2 separate regions of the Mus musculus genome follow, and region 1 is linked to region 2. The links are chromatin contacts, called in public HiChIP or PLAC-seq maps. All regions are on one chromosome and are shown on one strand. The core of a region is the stretch at or near the end of the contact, and the rest is flanking DNA. Distances in the headings are between cores, read along the strand shown.

The links. HiChIP or PLAC-seq counts read pairs in DNA pulled down with a chosen protein or histone mark.
Region 1: an H3K4me3 HiChIP or PLAC-seq map of bone marrow-derived macrophages shows a contact between it and region 2, with 3 times the contacts expected there. The contact joins the enhancer-like site here to the promoter of Ado in region 2. A contact is called at or near these places in 3 of 39 promoter capture datasets (the 3T3-L1 cell line, the C10 cell line and macrophages), 1 of 15 datasets of contacts at CTCF or cohesin (CD8 T cells), 29 of 484 Hi-C or Micro-C datasets (the C2C12 cell line, CD4 T cells, CD8 T cells and 17 more), 9 of 115 datasets of contacts at active chromatin or transcription factors (CD8 T cells, DN3 thymocytes, the SCID.adh cell line and 4 more) and 4 of 9 other capture datasets (adipose tissue, bone marrow-derived macrophages, liver and 1 more).

Annotation. Positions count from the first base shown.
Region 1 is chr10:67,606,346-67,609,429 of GRCm38.p6, forward strand. No RefSeq gene overlaps it. Among named protein-coding and RNA genes, the nearest start is that of 4930563J15Rik, 36 kb to the left of the region's middle. Within about 2 kb of position 1,601, at least 67 of the 459 cell types and tissues checked have an H3K27ac peak or open chromatin away from gene starts, as enhancers often do. A contact at or near this core is called in the C2C12 cell line, CD8 T cells, the MNK3 cell line and 7 more, where this site is marked.
Region 2 is chr10:67,547,656-67,550,862 of GRCm38.p6, forward strand. It overlaps Ado (2-aminoethanethiol (cysteamine) dioxygenase), which reads right to left and starts at 1,300. Exons shown (of 1, transcript NM_001005419.2): 1 at 1-1,300. The coding sequence starts at 1,118. The coding sequence ends at 348.

The DNA.
Region 1 (3,084 bases), core at 351-2,850, 59 kb after region 2:
AGCTTTTATGTGGGTGTTGAGAATCCGAACTCAAGCCCTTCCACTGTACAGCAAGTGCTTTATCCACTAAACCATCTCCCATCCCACTTTATGGAATTCTGAGTAACTTTAAATAGCCACACACTGCCATATGGCTGCCATATCTACCAGGGCAGATTTCAAGAGTAACCATAAAAAAAAAAAGACATTTTTCCAGATCACCAGGATGGTTTGGGCTTAGGAATGGGAAAGACATCAGTGGGATAAAAATCATAAAGATCTGTCGACTAGTCAGACACTGGCAAGATACCATAGTGTGTAATACTCATTGAAACTATCGGTTTTGTACCTGAGAAATTAGAAAAAGGTTTATATCAATGGATACACACACACACACACACACACACACACACACTCAGATCTAAAGATCTAGGAAAAACTATTTTTAGTTCAATGCTATAGAGGTCACCTTGCATCCTCTTGTAAACTCACATGTTAATTGGGGACTCTGATGCTCCTGTCTGGAGTCCCTGATGGACAGTTTTTCAAAGCAACACTTATTCCTGCACTTCTCCCCCTCCCCCCCCAAGGACCACAGTGCCCTCAGGTTATGACTGAGAATTAGAATGCTCATGGGAGATAAATGCAGTCATCATGCTCAGTTTAGACCTGGTCTTTTAAGAGAACACTTGAGTGCTCTCTCGGGGTGGGGGGGGGGAGCCAGTATGTATCATAAATTGGAACATATATTTAGAGGGGGTTTTCTAGGAAGAGAAGGTTTAGAGAGAGATCATAGTTATCTTGAGAGTGAACATTAAAATGTTCACAAGTGTTCTGCTGTGCTGTTGCAGAGTACCCCTCCAGTATCTCCAAACTGGGAAGCATCACTGGGTTTTCCTGGCTCTTGACTTCCTACTTTTATCTCCCTACCTATCTTCTTGTGGGGGCAAGTGGACTGTTCAGGTCTCACTGTTGAGCCAGCTCCTACCCTATTTAATCTCTCTCGTTCTCTCTCTCTCTCTCTCTCTCTCTCTCTCTCTCTCTCTCTCTCTCTCTCTCTCTCATCTTAGATGCTGTTCCCTCCTCTCAGCATCCTACAAATGGTGAGAGAAGTGTGGCTGTTGCCTGCTCCAAATGCTGAATGGTTTTCTTGTGGTTTCTCTCCACCCTGACCACTTCTCTGAAAAGAGTCCTTTATTATAAACTCCCCTCGAATTTCACAATTTGAGTTGGCCATTGGCTCCCGCTGGGACTCTCTCTGCTATATCTTTGAAATAGTATCTGGACGCTTTTCCACCAAGCCTTTTCTTCCTTGAGACAGTTGTTACAGAGATAATTTAGAACGGGGCATTTTAAGACAGTTGTTTAATCTAACTGCCTTACCAGACACCAGCTCAGACCCCTACAGGGTGAGTCATTCTATTTGTGTGGGTGGGGTTAGTAAACTCCCTGAAGTGTAAGAAAGATTGTCTTGATAGTGGTGACAGAGAATTTTCTCAAAATTCCAACTGCATAGCCCCAAATAAAATAAACCGAGTAAGAAAAAAAATAGTTCTATGCATTTGGAAGCCTTTGGCAGTGACCCATGGCTCAGCCCGTCCTTTACTGGGCAGGATGTGGTCAAAGTGCTATATACGCGGTTAAGAAATTTCCCTTCTGAGCATCTTCATCCTGCAGTTTGGTGTGGATAAAAATCTATTCCAAATGACTCTTAAAGCTGAGATGCTGTACACATAGAAATAGTCAAAAGATTTTGGAAGAGCCAAGCTAACACAGCAATTTCCTTCTACCTCAAAAACGGTTAAAAATGGCTCTTGGTGGGACTCACTTCCTTTATTTGGGTAAACAAACACGACGAGGCCTTTCTATGGCATGAGATGATAGATGACCAGGGACAGATGGCAGCCATCCTGGGTGGCGGAATGCTTGCACAAGCGCTAAAAGCCCCTCCTCCTCAGTCTGTGAAATTCCCTTCTTTTCAGAGTCTCTGTCACAATTCCTGAAAGTCCCACACCCAGCATGGGACCTTCTCAGTGTCACAGAAGTCTTGGGCATGATTAGATGTTAATGGCTGGAGCTGTTTTCTCTCAGCAGTCCTTACAGGATGGGGAAGTTGGAGTCCTGATTGGGAAGGTTGCAAGTGAACACTCAAGACACACCAGATCATGAATCATTCATGAATGGCATACCTGTTAGAGCACTGGGGAGTGGACAGGTGTCCACAGAAGACTCTGGGTCCTCTCCTGTGTACATAACACTGTAGTCAAACAAAACTTCACTAAAATGTAGTCCCTCAGATTTTGTAAAAAAAAAAATGTCGATATCAATATTTAATAGTATAGCTATATCTCCTTTCTTGGATCATAAGAAACATGGAAGACATCTACCACAAGAGACTGACAAAGGATGCCTGAAGGTTTCACTTGATGTAGAAGAAGGACACTTTTAAAATACATCAGAAGCTAGAATGCCAAGCACCTCTGAGGATGACTGATCGTTTTAATGACACTGGTGATCATCAGTGAGCCTGTGACTTGGATTTGGGAGGAGAGGAGAGGAATGTACATGGACAATTTCTGCCAGGTCTTCCAAAGAGCCCATTCTGATTTCAATCCATTATTAAACGTAATGGGTATCCAGGGGGTCTGGCACATGCTGTCCTTTAAGTTTACTGTTGTGGGTCAGTTTACAAGGAGTGACCGCACGGGCCTGTATCCCTTCCTATGTTCATGTCTCTAACTTGGGTGTGGTGCCAGCTGACATTCTCTGGAACCCCACTGAGTACTGATGGGACCAGAGGCTTGTTCTCTGTAGAACATGTCTTCAGACGGTGGCTTGCCCACTCCCATCTTCTCTGAAAATGCCTGAGCAGTCGATTGCCCTTGATCTGCCATTTTCCATCACATACTTATATAATTTAGCAGTAGTTCCCAGAACAACATGCTCTGAACAGGATCCCCGCTCACATTGCCCTCTCCTGTCGGTCCAACTATGTCGGGTTTTCATAGACTTCTGTCATGAGCTGGGTTTTTACTCCAGACTCCTGGAATCTTTCTTCTCAGCAGGTTAAGAAGACAAGTTGGGTATACCATCTCTCTGCCTTAA
Region 2 (3,207 bases), core at 50-2,549:
TGTAGAGAATGAGAAACAAAAATGGTTTCATTATGGCTTTAGGATGGAAGCGCTTTAGGGTCCCTGCCCGGTTCCCTTAAATCAAAGCCTTGGTGGCACTGAGGATACCAGGAATCAACCTAGCCTTCCGCCCACCCGCCCCCATAACCGTGCCCGGTGGTGGCTGTACTCCAGTGGGCCGTGTTCCCCAAGGTTCCTCAAGATGTGGCGCTGGTCACTCCAGTAAATCCATCGTCCAGGCGAGGGGGCGGAGAGAAGAGCCCTTATGGAAGATAGAGGGCAGCCAGGCCTTTCTTGAGCAGGGCAGGGTACATCTTTGGCCCACAGTTCCCCGGGCGGCAGGAGCTTCAAGGTAGGACCTTGGGGCCTGGATAGGGCTCTCCCTCGCACCAGAAGTCGTCGGCCTGTGGTGTCTCCAGGAGCCACACTTCTCGGGGAAGGTCGCAGGCAGAGCCGGAAGCCTCCTTGGGTCTGATGGGCTCCACTACACGGTAATAGTGGCAGTCCCGGCCGTCCTCCGGGTCGTAGGGTGGGGCCAGGATGTCCAGGAAGGCAGCTGGCCCGTCCACGGCATCAATCTGGTGCAGGTTGTCCCGGTGTGGAGTGAGCACGCAGGGCCCACTGGCCTCGGTGTACTCGGCCCGGGAACGCAGCACGCCCGGTCGCACGGCCTCCCGCTCCAAGGGCTGCAGCGGGGGCTCGAACTGCTGCTCTGGCGGCGGCCGCCGATGCCCGGCCCCCGTGTCCAGCTTGTCCATGCAGCTGATGCGGACCGTGCCGTACAGCACCTTGAGCATACCGTGCATGCCCGGGTGGTCGTGCAGCGGGATGCACGTGCCGCTCTTGAGCAGGAACACGCCCAGGCTGAAGCCCTCCGTCTCGTAGATGTGCATGTAGGTGACCGGCGGGAGGTTGCGGGGCAGCGGCTGCGGCAGCGCCTTGCGCGGCGCGATGTTGAGGTCCTCGGCGCGCACCTGGGTCAGCAGGCTCTTGAGCAGGCTCAGGTTCTCCGGGAAGCCCGGCGCCGGCCCTTCGGAGCCCGTCGAGCTGCCGCGGAAGGTGAGACACGCCTGGCGAGCGATGCGCTGGATCAGGGAGGCCATGTTGTCGCGGGGCATGCTTGGCGCTTCCTGCGCGGCTCGCGGCCGGCCCGTTCCGCCTCTGCGCCGCCCCTTGCGGTCTCCGGCGGCCGCCACGGCTACCCGCGCGGACCCCCGCGCCAGGCGGGAGACCTCCCCGCAACAACCGGCCAGCGGGGCGCGCGGGGCCGCCTTGCACGGTCGCCCGCTTAGCGCGCCAATGGTCGGGCGCTTGCCCGCGCGCGAAGGCGAGTGCGCACGCGCACGGCCGCTACCCGCACTCACGCTCCGGGGCCCAGACAGGCGCTGGCGCGGGCCGTGCCAGGCGCTGCCTCACGCGCGGAGCTCCATTCACGCGGCCCACACCAACGACTACAGCCGGGCGCGGCGGGAGCGCCGCAAGGCACGCTGGGATGTGTAGTCCGAGCCTGCGCTTGCGCGGGGCACGAACGCGTCCTGCGGAGCAGGGGAAACCAGGATTTTTTTAAGAACTTGGCAGAAAGCGAGCAGCGCGTTCGTTTTGCAGAGCCTCAGGGTGTTTACTTGTTTGATAAAACTGAACTATTATTGCAAGAGATATAGCCAGTTAACTACAACTCCCGCCATCCCCGCAGTCGGGGTGACATACTTCCGGCAGCTGGTGGAGGCTTCTCGCCGCTGGGAAAAAAACGGCACAAGAGGGTCGTTAACCTTCTTGTGCCGCTAGGGCCTGCTGGGTCACTCGGGGTCACCTTTGACCCTTGCTCCCTAGGAATGAGGTTTCGGGGTCAACCTTAGCTGCTCGTAGGCCACACTGTGTGCGCCGTGGAGATCTGTGGATGGCGCTTGTCTATTTTTCTGTTTCTTAGGAGGTGAATGGGGTCGGGCGGGTAACCAAAGCGGTCACCCAGCACAGCTGTGCGCAGCTGTTGTTTGCCTCTGGGCCTGATGACGCTGCTCCTTGACTCACTGATAGCGGGAAGCTTTGAGAGGCCATTTGCTACAGCCAAGGGTTCTGTATACTAGTGGTTATCCATCCGTAGGGCGCCCGAGAAACACCAGTTGAGGGGCAAGGGGCGTTTTGTCAGAATAGATTATCGCTGTCATGAGTCTCTAGAGCAATGCAACTATCGGGCTGGTTTATGAAGTTAGGTCACCGCAGAGTGATTATTCTCTGGACTTTTTGCAGACGTAGGTGGTGGCTGGCAAAGGAAGATAGTAGATATTATGAATTTAAATCTTACCCTTGAATTTAAGGTCTTCTTGGACTTTCAGAATTAAACATGGGTTTATAACTGCAGTGGCCCAGGAAATCCTTTTCAGTTAAGAAGGCAGGCTTTTAGTGTGTATGTGTGTGTGGGTTTTGCATCCTAGCCAGTAAGTGTGGTATTCCAGGTACCTTGTTAAATACATTAAATAATGAGTTTTATCTTAGTAATACCCTCACAGAAACTTTTAAGACGTAGGCACTGACTGTATTATTCCCCGCCTGTACACGAGAGATTAATTTGCAGGTGCGCATTTGGAAAAGACGTAAGTGCAACTTAACGAAACACAGTTTGAATTGGTGTAAAAGGAACCAAGGGACACAAGGACGTAGCTTCTGCAGCTTATTGTGGTGCTCACAAGCTGTGGCTTTCTGCACAGCGTACCTTTCCAAGTCCTCAGTTCATTCCTCCAAAGAATGCTGGGTTTGATGCATCCAGACTTCTGAGTCATTGTTTCTCACCCAAAGTCCCTCGGTAGCTTAAAGGGCGATTCTAGACGTTATACCCCAGGGCTTCTGATTCAGTATTGGGGTGAAGGATAGAATTCTGGTTGAGAGGTGCCCACTGAAGTGGTTCGAGGTTCAGCACCCATGTTGGGGGGGGTGTCACTGTGAGATCTGTAAATGGTGAGCCAACCCCATTTACATTCCACAGTAAGAGCAACTATTTGGCTACGTAAATGGATCCTTAAGATTACTTGTGTTTGAGCCGGGCAGTGGTGGCGCACGTCTTTAATCCCAGCACTCGGGAGGCAGAGGCGGGCGGATTTCTGAGTTCGAGGCTTACAGAGTGAGTTCCAGGGATAGCTAGGGCTACACAGAGAAACCCTGTCTCAAACAAACAAACAAACAAAAAGATTACTTGTGTTTTAGAAGCTGGTG